Regions from separate parts of the Macaca mulatta genome. Here region 1 is linked to region 2. The links are chromatin contacts, called in public Hi-C maps. All regions are on one chromosome and are shown on one strand. The core of a region is the stretch at or near the end of the contact, and the rest is flanking DNA. Distances in the headings are between cores, read along the strand shown.

Region 1 (6,529 bases), core at 1,630-4,129, 140 kb after region 2:
TGTGAATTGTGTGCTGTCCTCCTGTGCTCTGTGAGAACTCGTGGTACTTCAGTGTCCCTCCCCCTGTATTGTGACAAGGTAATTCTGTGGTATCAGAATAAAAGGACTTGATATAAACAATCTACAGACTGTTTCTGGAATGCTTTCTCAAGTGGGAAGGCTTAGCTGAAGGAGCAAATCCCCAAATTTGCGACAATCCTGTCCATGGTTAAAGGGAAAAGGATGGACAGAGTTGCAGAAGTGCTGGCACAGCATGGGGCTGAGTCCACACCAAGCCATCCAAAGACACTGGGCCCTCCACAAAGGTGCCCAAGGGGAGGTCCCAAGCTTGGACCTGGAGCAGGCAGTCAGTGCGCAGGCTGTTAAGGGACAGCACCTCCATGGCCTTTAGGTGTGTTGGCTGCACACACAGCTTTCTGTGTGTTCCTGTGGTTCCACGGAGGCAGTGAACAAATGCTGCCCCCTGGTGCTGCCAACAAGCCCTACACCTCTCTGCCTTTCTCTGATTTTTCCGACCCCCAAACTCTTGCTGGCTGTCAGACCTTAGGCCTTCCTCAGATGGTCAGGAGTACCTCCTTACCAAAGTCACCCAGAGTTGTTAGATTTTTTTTTTTTTTAACACAGATAAACAAGAATCCCAGCTCCACCTCTGGCCCTCTCCCCAGAGTTAACATCTTGATGCATGTCCTTCTTTCCTGTTTGTTGTTCCAGTCTTCATTTTAAACCGAAGCCAGAAGGTGCAATATATCCTGTTTTCTAGCTTTCTGTTTATTTCCACATGTTTATTTCAGGTACTTAAATGTTCGTCTTCCAGTGCTCAACCTCCAGAGAGATACATGAGTTCGTAGCCAGTCTACCACACACAACCTTAGGAACAGGTGCTATGTTCCCAGTGTTCCTATCATAAACAATGCTTGATGAACAGCCTAGTTTCCAATCTTTCCACCCAAACTGGTGGCTGGGGCCACTCGTTCTACTCCTGTTTCTGGCCTTGATACAGTCCTGTACATACTCACAAATGCAGTGGCGTCAGAAAGTTGGTACTCTTTTTTTTTTTCCTTGAGACAGAGTTTCACTCTTGTTGCCCAGGCTAGAGTGCAATGGCACGATCTCGGCTCATTGCAACCTCCACCTCCCAGGTTCAAGAGATTCTCCTGCCTCAGCCTCCCAAGTAGCTGGGATCACAGGCGCATGCCACCACACTCCACTAATTTTTGTATTTTTAGTAGAGACAGGATTTCACCGTGTTGGCCAGGCTGGTCTTGAACTCCTGGCCTCAGGTGATCCACCCGCCTCGGCCCTCCAAAGTGCTGGAATTATAGGCGTGAGCCACCGCGCCCGGCCGGAACTTTTTTTTTTTTTTTTTTTTGAGACAGAGTCTCACTCTGTCACCCAGGCTGGAGTGCAGTGGCACGATTCTCGGCTCACTGCAAGCTCCGCCTCCTAGGTTCCCGCCATTCTCCTGCCTCAGCCTCCCGAGTAGCTGGGACTACAGGCGCCTGCCACCACACCCAGCTAATTTTTTGTATTTTTAGTAGAGACGGGGTTTCACCATGTTAGCCAGGATGATTTCTATCTCCTGACCTCGTGATCCGCCCGCCTTGGCCTCCCAAAGTGCTGGGATTACAGGCGTGAGCCAGTGCGCCCGGCCGGCCAGGACTCTTTTTTTTAACTTAACTAGTAATCTTGAGTAAGTAATGATGCGGCTGATGGGAAAGGGGAAGCTGCAGGCCAGACAGGTGGACTCTCAATCACAAGCACACCATGGAGCAGGGAGCCAGGGCCCTGATGTGGAAGACCAGCCAGACTCAGGTATATGGAGGGGACATCCTTACTGTCCAGCCTCTCCTGATCTCTGCTGGCACCTTAGCCCAGCCAATCCTGTGTCACGTGCACAGGAAGCCTGCCTGCCTAGGTTCTTTCCACAGGAAGCTCCCTGGACCTTGGTGGAGTCTGAGCCCACCAGGGTCCCCACACCCAAGAGCTCAGGTTGAGGCCTAGGGAGGAGGGGAAGGAACCCACCGGCTCACAGTCCCCAACAAGGAGCCACTGAGAAGGGTGGGTAAAGGCTGCGGGGATAGATAGCTCTTGCGGCAGGCCTGGTGACTGATAAGCCCAGGCAGCACCCTGAGAGTTGGCACTCGCCCCTCTGCCCCGCACCCCAGGGCTTTGCTTTGCGCCCTCCGCCCGGACTCTGGCCTTTCTCTTCTTCGTCTGCCTGGGAGTCCCTCCAGGGCAGGGCCTGGCACTGTCTAGTGAATGTCGGCTCGTAGTGGACCCGAAGGAACCCTACAGTCAGCCCCAGAGCCGCGGGAGATCCACGATGCGGCCGGCTCCCCCCTCCCCGCCCTCACCCTCACGGGCTCCCGGCTCCTCATTCCTCGCGGGGCTCCACTCTGGACCCGCCCGCCTCGCCCTTCATCCTCAGAGACTCATTGGTCCCATTCCCCTCGGGCCTCGCCCTTCAGGTGCTCGGGCCATGCCCGTCCGACCGCGCTGCTTCCGCCTCGCAGTCCTGTCTCACCCGCTTCTCTCGTAGGCCCTTCTACCCCCCCCGAAGCCCGGCTCCCGGGTTCCGCTTCCACAGGCCCGCCCTCTCTCCTCCGAGATCCAACGCCTCGCCCCACGGCCCCGCCCCCCACTTGACTAGTCCGCCCCTGGAAGGCCAGCTCCTCCTCTCGACGCCCCTGCTCTCTCCACCCGGGACTTCTCGCTGCCAGGCCGGGTCCTCTCACCGTCAAGGCCCGCCCCTTGCCAACGGTTCTCGCCTATTCGCCGAAAGCCCCCCCTCCCAGATTGCCGCAGGGCAGGGGCGGAGACAGCCCGGGCGGTCCCAGGCTCCGCCCCCGGAAGCCTCACTTCCGGGCGCGAGCACCCCCCCGCCCCGCCTCGCCCAGGCGGCAGAGAGGAGACTATGGAACGTCAGGTGAGGGCTCGGCCCGCGGTCCCCGTGGTCCCTGCAGCCCGGACCGGGCCTGACCCTGGTGTGTCCCCTGCGCAGGTGCTGCTGAGCGAGCCCGAGGAGGCGGCGGCTCTGTATCGGGGCCTTAGCCGCCAGCCCGCGCTGAGCGCCGCCTGCCTGGGCCCGGAGGTCACCACACAGTACGGCGGCCAGTACCGGACGGTGCACACTGGTGTGTGTGCGAAGGGGAACTGGCTGGCGACGGGGTCGCGCACTGGGGTGGGAAGGAAGCGGGTGTGGAGGGCTCGCTGCTTGACAGTGTGTAAGGGTGTATGGGGAGCCGGCCTGTACTTGGAGGATACACTCCCACAGGTCCCTGCACACAGGTGTGTGGGGAGGCGGGGGCGTGCGGGGCGTTATCGGATGGTGCCCATGAGTGCACGAGATGATGGTGTAGGGGTAGAATTCAAACCTGGGTTCAGGGCGTGGACTTTGTAGGGTGCTCCGCCAACACTCCATCCCATACACATGCCAGGCTGCCCTCAAGATTCCAGGGTGGGTGCTGGGGTTACTAGGGGGTTCTCTCAAAGAGGCTGTCAGCTCAGGCTCTGGAGGCCTGGACTAGGGTTGTGGACAAGTGTTGTCCAGCCCGCAGCCAGGGTGTCAGTGTCTGGAGACAGATTGAGAGACTGAGGAAGATCTAGGCCTTCCTGGGTCAGGTGGGCTGGGGGGCAGTAGCCAGGAGTAGCCAAGACAAGGTGAGCAGCCTCATGCCTCCCCTCACAGAGTGGACCCAGAGGGACCTGGAACGCATGGAGAACATTCGATTCTGCCGCCAATACCTGGTGTTCCATGACGGGGACTCAGTGGTGTTTGCCGGACCTGCAGGCAACAGTGTGGAGACCCGGGGGGAGTAAGTTTGAGGAAGGAATCTTGTGAGCAAGGCCACAGCGTCTGCAATGCAAGTCTTTTGTGAATGCCCACCATGTGCCTAGAAGGGAGACCAGGAGCCAGATTCTTGCCCCCTTGGGAGCTCATTCAGTTTCTGGTGACATGGCCTGATAAGCAACGGAGGCTTGCTCCAAACTCACCTGGACTAGAGCCTGTGGTGGCCTGGGGGAGCTGGGGAGAGTAGAGTCTCTGCCTCAGGGAGGAAAGGCAAGGTACTCCAGAAGCTGGTGTGGGGCCAGAGCCTCAAGAATCTCTCCTAAGAGGTGGTGCCCAGTAAGGGAGCAGGAAGGGGTTATTGCAAGATACTCCTGACCTGTGCTACCCCATGTCCACAGACTGCTGAGCAGAGAGTCTCCTTCAGGCAGCATGAAAGCTGTGCTGCGCAAGGCTGGAGGCACGGGCCCTGGGGAAGAGAAGCAGTTCCTGGAGGTGAGTCTACATGGGACCAGGTAGTGGGTGACTAGAGAGAGGCTCTGCCCCACAGATAAGGCTCTGTTAGCGGGCAAACAGCCTAATGCCCAGATGTCCTCAGGTCTGGGAGAAGAACCGGAAGCTCAAGAGTTTCAACCTATCAGTGCTGGAGAAACATGGGCCTGTTTATGAGGATGGTGAGGCATCTGGCTGGTGAGCAGGCAGGGTGGACAGGAGGGGTAGCCGTAGCCCTGGGCCCCCCCCTGATTGGCCCTCCCTGCACCCAGACTGTTTTGGCTGCCTGTCCTGGTCGCACTCGGAGACACACTTGTTGTATGTGGCAGAGAGGAAGCGCCCCAAGGCCGAGTCCTTCTTTCAGACCAAAGCCTTGGACGTCAGTGCCAGCGATGATGAGATAGCCAGGCTGAAGAAGCCAGACCAACCCATCAAGGTGCTCGTGGTCAATCCACGAAGGCCCAGCAGGGCAGCCCTGGGGCTCAGTGTGCTCCCTTCCCATACTGTGCTTGTCAGACCTGGGGAGGCACTAGCTTCTAGGAAGCAGAGCAGGTCCTATAGACAGGCTGGGCATTGAGTATCTTGTGTTCTCAGGGGGATCAGTTTGTGTTTTACGAAGACTGGGGAGAAAACATGGTTTCCAAAAGCATCCCTGTGCTCTGCGTGCTGGATGTCGAGAGTGGCAACATCTCTGTGCTTGAGGGGGTCCCTGAGAATGTGTCCCCTGGACAGGTCAGCAGCAACAGCCTATGTCCCTCCTGGAGTCTGGGGCCCTTCTTCAGCTACCATCCCTTGTTCACTTCTGCCCTGTGATCTTGTTTGCAGGCATTCTGGGCCCCTGGAGATGCTGGTGTGGTGTTTGTGGGCTGGTGGCATGAGCCCTTCCGGTTGGGCATCCGCTTTTGCACCAATCGCAGGTGAGGGAGTGGGGCAAGGCAAGGGACCTTGCAGCCCAGCTGGCCTTGAGACTGAATGTCTGTCTCGCGGTTCCAGGTCAGCCCTGTACTATGTGGACCTCATCGGGGGGAAGTGTGGTAAGTGGCTGATGCCCACCTGTGCTTTGCTGACACATGTTGGCCCTGCCAGCCTGCGTGATGCTCTTGTTTCCATCTGGCCCAGAGCTCCTCTCAGATGATTCCCTGGCTGTCTCTTCTCCCCGGCTGAGCCCAGACCAATGTCGCATTGTCTACCTGCAGTACCCATCTCTGATCCCCCATCATCAGTGCAGCCAGCTGTGCCTGGTGAGCTGGAGGTGGCGGGGATGGGAGGATGGTCAGCAAGAAGATGGTATGGTGGATGAGAGCTGAAGGGCCAGCATCATCTCCCCATGGGCCCTCAGTAGGTGCCCTTCTGTCCTCAGTGCAGCAGCAGTGTGAGTTCTGCCTGTCCTCTCAAGGCAGGGCCTAGAGGTTGAGAGTGCTGCCATGGAGAGCTTTGCACTGCAAGAATGCTCCTCCCCTTGGCTCTCAACTGCATGTAACCAGGCTCTGCAAGGGGCTGGGATATAGTGGGGAGTTACACAATCCCAGACCCTCCCCAGGAAGAGCTCTGAGCCCCTAGTAAAAGTCAGAGGGACGGCCGGGCGCGGTGGCTCAAGCCTGTAATCCCAGCACTTTGGGAGGCCGAGACGGGCGGATCACGAGGTCAGGAGATCGAGACCATCCTGGGTAACACAGTGAAACCCCGTCTCTACTAAAAATACAAAAACTTAGCCGGGCGAGGTGGCAGGCGCCTGTAGTCCCAGCTACTCGGGAGGCTGAGGCAGGAGAATGGCGTGAACCCGGGAGGCGGAGCTTGCAGTGAGTTGAGATCCGGCCACTGCACTCCAGCCTGGGTGACAGAGCGAGACTCCGTCTCAAAAAAAAAAAAAAAAAAAAAAAAAAAAAAAAGTCAGAGGGACATGCCTATCTGAGGCCCCTTGGGCATCTGGTCCAGGTCACCAGAAAAGAGATATATCAGGCTTATTCCAGTTCCCTCCTCCCCTGGGGCTACCTGAGGCAAAAGGGGATAGGCACGGGGCACTGTGCCCGAAGGGAACTGCCTGTCCCCTACTGGGCCTGACCATTGTGTTCTCTTGCAGTATGACTGGTATACCAAGGTTACCTCAGTGGTGGTAGACATTGTGCCTCGGCAGCTGGGAGGTAAGGCATACCTGGCTGGGTGGGTGCAGTGGGGCCTGTAGCTCTGCTTTCCTGCCATCTGTTGCATCCCGCCCCGTTCTTCTTTCCTAGGTTCCTTCTGAGGGCCCTC
Region 2 (6,708 bases), core at 948-3,447:
ATGTCCCTCCTTAACCCGCAAGCGCCTGGGTGGAGGCAGGGTAGGGCAGGGGCCTGGAGACAACATGGTGTTGTCTGTGGAGACCGGTGGCCTGCAGACCATCACCCACCGGAAGCCGACACCTGACCTAGCACACACTGACACGGGCCTGGACAAGCCCGCCCTCTCTGGTCCTCCCAAACCCCAAAGCAGCTGGAGAGACTTTGGGGACTTTTTTATTTTTATTTTTTGCCTAACAGCTTTTGGTTTGTTCATAGAGAATTCTTCGCTTCGTTTTTGATGGCTGGTTCTGAAAGCACCATGTGGAGTGGAGGTGGAGGGAGCGAGGAACCATGAATGAACTCGCAGGCAGTGCCGGGTGGCCCCCTGGCTCTCTGCGTTTTGCCTTTAACACTAACTGTACTGTTTTTTCTATTCACGTGTGTCTAGCTGCAGGATGTAACATGGAAAACAGTAACTAAAGATTAAATTCAAAGGACTTTCAGAAGTTAAGGTTAAGTTTTTACATTTAATCTGCTGTTTACCTAAACTTGTATGTATAATTTTTGGGTGGGTATGGGGAATTGCTTTGCTAAAAATAAGCTCCCAGGGTGTTTCAAACTTAGAGAAGACCAAGGGACAGTATTTTTTATCAAAGGAATCCTATTTTTTCACACTACGTCAACTTGGTTGCTCTGATACTCCAGAGCCTGATTGGGGGCCTCCCGGCCCTGGCTCATGCCAGGTCCTTGGTGCTGGGTTTGCTCTCCCGCTGTTGCCAGGGGCTGGAAGCTGGAGGGGTCTCTTGGGCCATGGACATCCCCACTTCCAGCCCACGTACACTAGTGGCCCACCACCAAGGGGTCTTCATTTCCATGAAAAAGGGACTCCAAGAGGCAGCGGTGGCTGTGGCCCCCAACTTTGGTGCTCCAGGATGGGCCAGCTGCTTGTGGGGTCACCCGGGAGGTCGAAGGTCTCGACCACATCAACCTATTTTGTTTTACCCTTCTGTGCGTGCGTTGTTGGTTTTTTTTTTCCTCCTAAAAGGAATACCACGGTTTTTTGAAACACTCAGTGGGGGACATTTTGGTGAAGATGCAATATTTTTATGTCATGTGATGCTCTTTCCTCACTTGACCTTGGCCGCTTTGTCCTAACAGTCCACAACCCTACCTGGACCCACCCCATCCCTTTTCTCTGGCACTCCAGTCCCAGGCCTTGGGCCTGAACTACTGGAAAAGGTCTGGTGGCTGGGGAGGAGTGCCAGCAATAGTTCATAATAAAAAATCTGTGAGCTCTCAAAGCTAATTTTTTACTAAAGTTTTTATACAGCCTCAAATTGTTTTATTAAAAAGATTAAAAATGGTGATGCTTACAGCAGTTTGTACGAGCTCTTAGTGTTGATTCCATGGAACTGACGGCTTTGCTTATTTTGATTTTTTCCCCCTACTTTTCCTAATGTTTAAATTCTGGAATTACACTGGGGTTCTTTTGCCTTTTTTAGCAGAACATCCGTCCGTCCATCTGCATCTCTGTCCCATGACTCAGGGGCGCCCACTCTGCTTTGATTCTCCTGTGGAAGAAACCATTTTGAGCATGACTTTTCTTGATGTCTGAGAGTTATTTTGGGTACCTTTTAGGGAGGAATGCCTTTTGCAATAATGTATCCCTTCCCTGATTGAGGGTGGGTGGGTGGACCCAGGCTCCCTTTGCACACGGAGCAGCTACTTCTAAGCCATATCGACTGTTCTGCAGAGGATTGGTGTGTGCTGCCTCAGGAGGGGAGGGCTGAGAGGAGGGGAGGGGTCTCCGTCCTACTGTTCTCCAGAGGGCATTTCCCCTTGCGCCTTCTCCCACAGGGCCCAGCCCCTCTCCCCTGCCCCAGTCCCCAGGGGTACTCTGGATTGAGCAGTGCTCCTGTGGGGGAGCCTGTAAATGCAGGCTCAGTGGACCACTGGTGACTGGGCTCATGCCTCCAAGTCAGAGTTTCCTTGGTGCCCCCAGAGACAGGAGCACAAGTGGGATCTGACCTGGTGAGATTATTTCTGATGACCTCATCAAAAAATAAACAATTCCCAATGTTCCAGGTGAGGGCTTTGAAAGGCCTTCCAAACAGCTCCGTTGCCCCTAGCAACTCCACCATTGGGCACTGCCATGCAAGAGACGTGGCTGGCCCAGAATGGCCAGTTGCCATAGCAACTGGAGGCGATGGGGCAGTGAACAGAATAACAACAGCAACAATGCCTTTGCAGGCAGCCTGCTCCCCTGAGTGCTGGGCTGCTGATGGCCGCTGGACTCTGTGAGATGGAGAGCCAATCTCACATTCAAGTGTTCACCAACCACTGATGTGTTTTTATTTCCTTCTATATGATTTTAAGATGTGTTTTCTGCATTCTGTAAAGAAACATATCAAACTAAATAAAAGCAGTGTCTTTATTACAACGCTGTTGCCTCTGGGCATCTGTTTCCCTGGCATCTGGAGAGGTTCCTGGACATGAGGGGTTGGGGGCTCATGTGACAGGGGGAAGAGGAGACTCAGCCAGGTCCACTTGGGGTTGGCCCAGTGGCCTCCACGTAAGCCTTACCATTTATGTGCTGGGAGGGCTGGGTGTGCACTCCAGAAACTCTGCCGACATGTAATGCCCCCTTTGCCCCTCTTCTGCCTGTGAGCCAGCTAAAACAAGTCTTCATCCTCAGTCCCCCATCTGTAAGGGGTGGGGAATAGCAGATAACCCAGTGAGACTGGCTGGGAAGGAGGATGGTGGGAAAGATGTCACAGGTTTTCTGCCCCAGAGTGGGTCAGCCCCTGTACCTCCTGGGTAGGGGTCCTTCAGGCCAGGTCTCTGAAGATGGGGACCTAGGGATGCCTCTGGCTGCAGCTCTACCCCAGCTCCTGCCCACATTGTCTTGTGGGCTTGGGAATGGCTAGTCTCCCAGGTAGTCTCAAGGCAGGTTTGTGTTGGCCTCGGGGTGGGAACAATAGTTTCTGGCCAGGCTGCTCTGCCTTGGTTGACCTGTAGGTTCTGGGGGTTGGGGGGTGACCTTCAGTGTCTGGCTTGCGATGGACAGGCCAGCTGGGTAGGCTGATCATGACTCAGTGCCCAGGAAGGGGCAGATGGGTTGTCCTAGGACACTGCCCGGAGTGTGGGCGGCAGGAGATGCAGCAGCTGTATTTCAAGGAGCAAAGGGGCAGAATCGAGTGATTGGTCACAGAACAACTGGTGCCTCTTCTGGGCTCAACTCTGCCATCACTGGCTCCTTACCATGCCCCCTGCTCCTCTGCTCAAAGCTTTCAAGACCCAGAGAGGCAGATAAGAGCTGAGTCCCAGGGTCGGGGGTTGTTGAAGGTCCAACAACTACTTGGAGTTAAGACCTGAATGTGCACCACGCTAAGCGCTGGGAAAGGCTGTCCCCAGCACACACTTCACTCCCTAGGCCTAGCAGCAGGGGCCCAGGAAATTACCCCATCCTTACTCTCTTGACCTCAGGAGGTTTTGCTTAACATCTAACCTGAAGCCACTGGGTAATGAGTGGACTCACTGTTCTGAACTCAAGTAAGGGAATACTTGATCTTGGCAGAGAACATTAAGGCCAGAAGGACCTCTGGCCTTGCCCTGCCTTGCCTCCTTTGGGGGATGGGGGAATATACCCTCTTTAGCCCAGCAGACCCTTGACCCCTGGCACTCCTGCCAGATCCCTGTTCCTTGATTTGGATGAGGACTGCTCAGGTCTTTTAAGCTGGGGTTAGAGGGTCGTAGACAGGAGGGCAGGAAAGAAGGAACATCAGACCTGCAGGAATCTACCTTCCCACATTCCTCTGACCTGGAATGACTCTGGCCTGGCTTGGAGACAGTGCTGGTCTTGGAAAATTCTAGAGGAATCTGCATTTTCTCTTGGCGTAAAGGCACTGCCTTGGGCCTAGATCTTTGAGCTAGTCTTGGGATCAGGGCTGTTAGCTGGAAAATCTTGTGATGTGTTTAGGCCAACCTGGCCTCTAGAATACCACCAGTTTGGGACCGGGAACCGTAGCTCACAGCTGTAATCCCAGCACTTTGGGAGGCCAAGGCGGGCGGATCATGAGGTCAGGAGATGAGACCATTCTGGCCAACATGGTGAAACCCCGTTTCTACTAAAAAATACAAAAAATTTAGCTGGGCATGGTGGCAGGCGCCTGTAGTCCGGGCTACTCGGGAGGCTGAGGCAGGAGAATGGCATGAACCATGGAGGCGGAGCTTGCAGTGAGCTGAGATGGCGCCATTGCACTGCACTCTAGCCTGGGTGACAAGAGCGAGACTCTGTCTAAAAAAAAAAAAAAAAGAAAAAAAGAATACCACCAGTCTTGGGGGGACTGGAGGCTCCACACTACTTACCTCATTGCAGCCCACAGCCTTGCCTCCCCTTGTTGCCAACAGGTTGAACAAGCTCCTAGGAGAGGCCCTTTCCTAGCTCCCCTAAAGCATAGAAGGCCCAATTCAAGCATCAGTCTTTCGAGAGTAAGGTTCATTTCTCTATTTCTTTTCTTTTCTTTTTTTTTTTTGTTTTTTTTTTTTTTTTTTTTTTTTTTTTTTTTTTGAGACGGAGTCTCACGCTGTTGCCCAGGCTGGAGTGCAGTGGCGCGATCTCGGCTCACTGCAAGCTCCGCCTCCCAGGTTCCCGCCATTCTCCTGCCTCAGCCTCCTGAGTAGCTGGGACTACAGGCGCCCGCCACCGCGCCCGGCTAATTTTTTGTATTTTTAGTAGAGACGGGGTTTCACTGTGGTCTCGATCTCCTGACCTTGTGATCCGCCCGCCTCGGCCTCCCAAAGTGCTGGGATTACAGGCTTGAGCCACCGCGCCCGGCCCTGTTTTTTGTTTTTTTAAGAGACTGAGTCTTGCTCTGTCGCCCAGGCTGGAGTGCAGTGGCATGATCTCAGTTCACTGCAACCTCAGCCTCCTGGGTTCTAGCAATTCTCCTGCCTCAGCCTCCTGAGTAGCTGGGACTACAGGTGCAAGCTGCCATGCCTGGCTAGTTTTTTGTATTTTAGTAGAGATGGGGTTTCACCATGTGGCCCAGGCTGGTCTCGAACTCCTGAACTCAGGCAATCCACCCGCCTCGGCCTCCCAAAGTGCTAGGATTATAGGCATGAGCCACCGCATCAGGCCTATTTCCCTCCCCTCCCCTCCCATTCCTTTCCTTTCCTTTCCTTCTTTTCTTTTCTTTCATTTTTTTTTTTTTTTTTTTTTTTTGAGACAGTCTCGCTCTGTGGCCCAGGCTAGAGTGCAGTGGCGTGATCTTGGCTCACTGCAACCTCTGCCTCCCAGGTTAAAGCAATTCTCATGTCTCAGCCTCCCAAGTTGCTAGGACTACAGGCATGTGCTACCACACCCGGCTAATTTTTGTATTGTTTTTTGTAGAAATGGGGTTTTGCCATCTTGGCTAGGCTGGTTTGAAACTCCTGACTTCAAGTAAGTCATCATTCCACCTCGGCCTCCCAAAGCGCTGGGATTTCCTTTTTTTTTTTTTTTTTTTTTTTGAGACGGAGTCTTGTTCTGTTGCCCAGGCTGGAGTTCAGTGGCACCATCTTGGCTCACTGCAACCTCCGCCACCCAGGTTCAAGGGATTCACCTGCCTCAGCCTCCCAAGTAGCTGGGACTACAGGTGCGTGCCACCACGCCTGGCTCATTTTTTGTACTATTATTATTATTTTGAGACGGAGTCTTGCTTGCTCTGTTGCCCAGGCTGGTGCAGTGGTGCAGTTTTGACTCACTGCAAGCTCTGCCTCCCGGGTTCACGCCATTCTCCTGCCTCAGCCTCGCGACTAGCTGGGACTACAGGTGCCCGCCACCACACCTGGCTAATTTTTTTGTATTTTTAATAGAGACGGGGTTTCACCATTTTAGCCAGGATGGCCTCGATCTCCTGACCTTGTGATCCACCCGCCTCGGTGTCCCAGAGTGCTAGGATGACAGGCGTGAGCCACCGCGCCTGGCCTGGGATTTCAATATCTTAAAAATCCAAATCCATTGGTGACTCTTTCCCTGTTTTGCTCACTTTCTTGACAACTACCTTGAGGCAAAGGGACTGAGGCCCAGAGAGGGCAAGGGAGTTAGTTGGTCCGGGTCTTGTGGCTAGTGTGAGGCGTGTTCAGTTCTAAGTGTGACCCAAACACTTTAGGTATTATTATTATTATTATTATTATTTTGAGACAGTGTCTTGCTCTGTCGGCCAGGCTGGAGTGCAGTGACGCCATCTGGGCTCACTGCAACCTCCACTTCCCGGGTTCAAGCGATTCTCCTGCCTCAACCTCAGGAGTAGCTGGGATTACAGGCATCCGCCACCACAGCCGCCTAATTTATATATATATATATATTTTTAGGCGGAGTCTCACTCTGTCGCCCAGGCTGGAGTGCCGTGGCGCAATCTCGGCTCACTGCAAGCTCCGCCTCCTGGGTTCACGCCATTCTCCTGCCTCAGCCTCCTGAGTAGCTGGGACTACAGGCGCCCGCCACCACGCCTGGCTAATGTTTTGTATTTTTAGTAGAGACGGGGTTTCACCATGTTGGCCAGGCTGGTCTTGAAGTCCTGACCTCAGGTGATCCACTCACCTCGGCCTCCCAAAGTGCTGGGATTACAGGCGTGAGCTACCGTGCCCGGCCAGGTTTAATTCTGATCATGAAATTTTGTTTCTGTTGTAGAGCAGCAAAGAATTATTTGAAGCACCTATGGAGAAATGCTGGGTACCATTTCCC

The links. A called contact is a pair of places that touch in the nucleus more often than the background predicts.
Region 1: a contact with region 2 is called in a Hi-C map of cortical neurons, with 6 times the contacts expected there. The contact joins the promoter of APEH here to the enhancer-like site in region 2. A contact is called at or near these places in 8 of 14 Hi-C or Micro-C datasets (CD4 T cells, blood, cortical neurons and 4 more).

Annotation. Positions count from the first base shown.
Region 1 is chr2:113,134,624-113,141,152 of T2T-MMU8v2.0, forward strand. It overlaps APEH (acylaminoacyl-peptide hydrolase), which reads left to right and starts at 2,880. Exons shown (of 22, transcript NM_001261735.1): 1 at 2,880-2,926; 2 at 3,002-3,134; 3 at 3,689-3,815; 4 at 4,189-4,282; 5 at 4,386-4,461; 6 at 4,552-4,715; 7 at 4,874-5,011; 8 at 5,105-5,196; 9 at 5,273-5,313; 10 at 5,399-5,520; 11 at 6,360-6,420. The coding sequence starts at 2,915. It overlaps BSN (bassoon presynaptic cytomatrix protein), which reads left to right. Exons shown (of 13, transcript XM_077992567.1): 13 at 1-120.
Region 2 is chr2:112,997,229-113,003,936 of T2T-MMU8v2.0, forward strand. It overlaps DAG1 (dystroglycan 1), which reads left to right. Exons shown (of 3, transcript NM_001261351.1): 3 at 1-2,358. The coding sequence ends at 14. Among named protein-coding and RNA genes, the nearest start is that of BSN, 19 kb to the right of the region's middle. Within about 2 kb of position 2,198, at least 16 of the 40 cell types and tissues checked have an H3K27ac peak or open chromatin away from gene starts, as enhancers often do. A contact at or near this core is called in cortical neurons, fetal cortex germinal zone and fetal cortical plate, where this site is marked.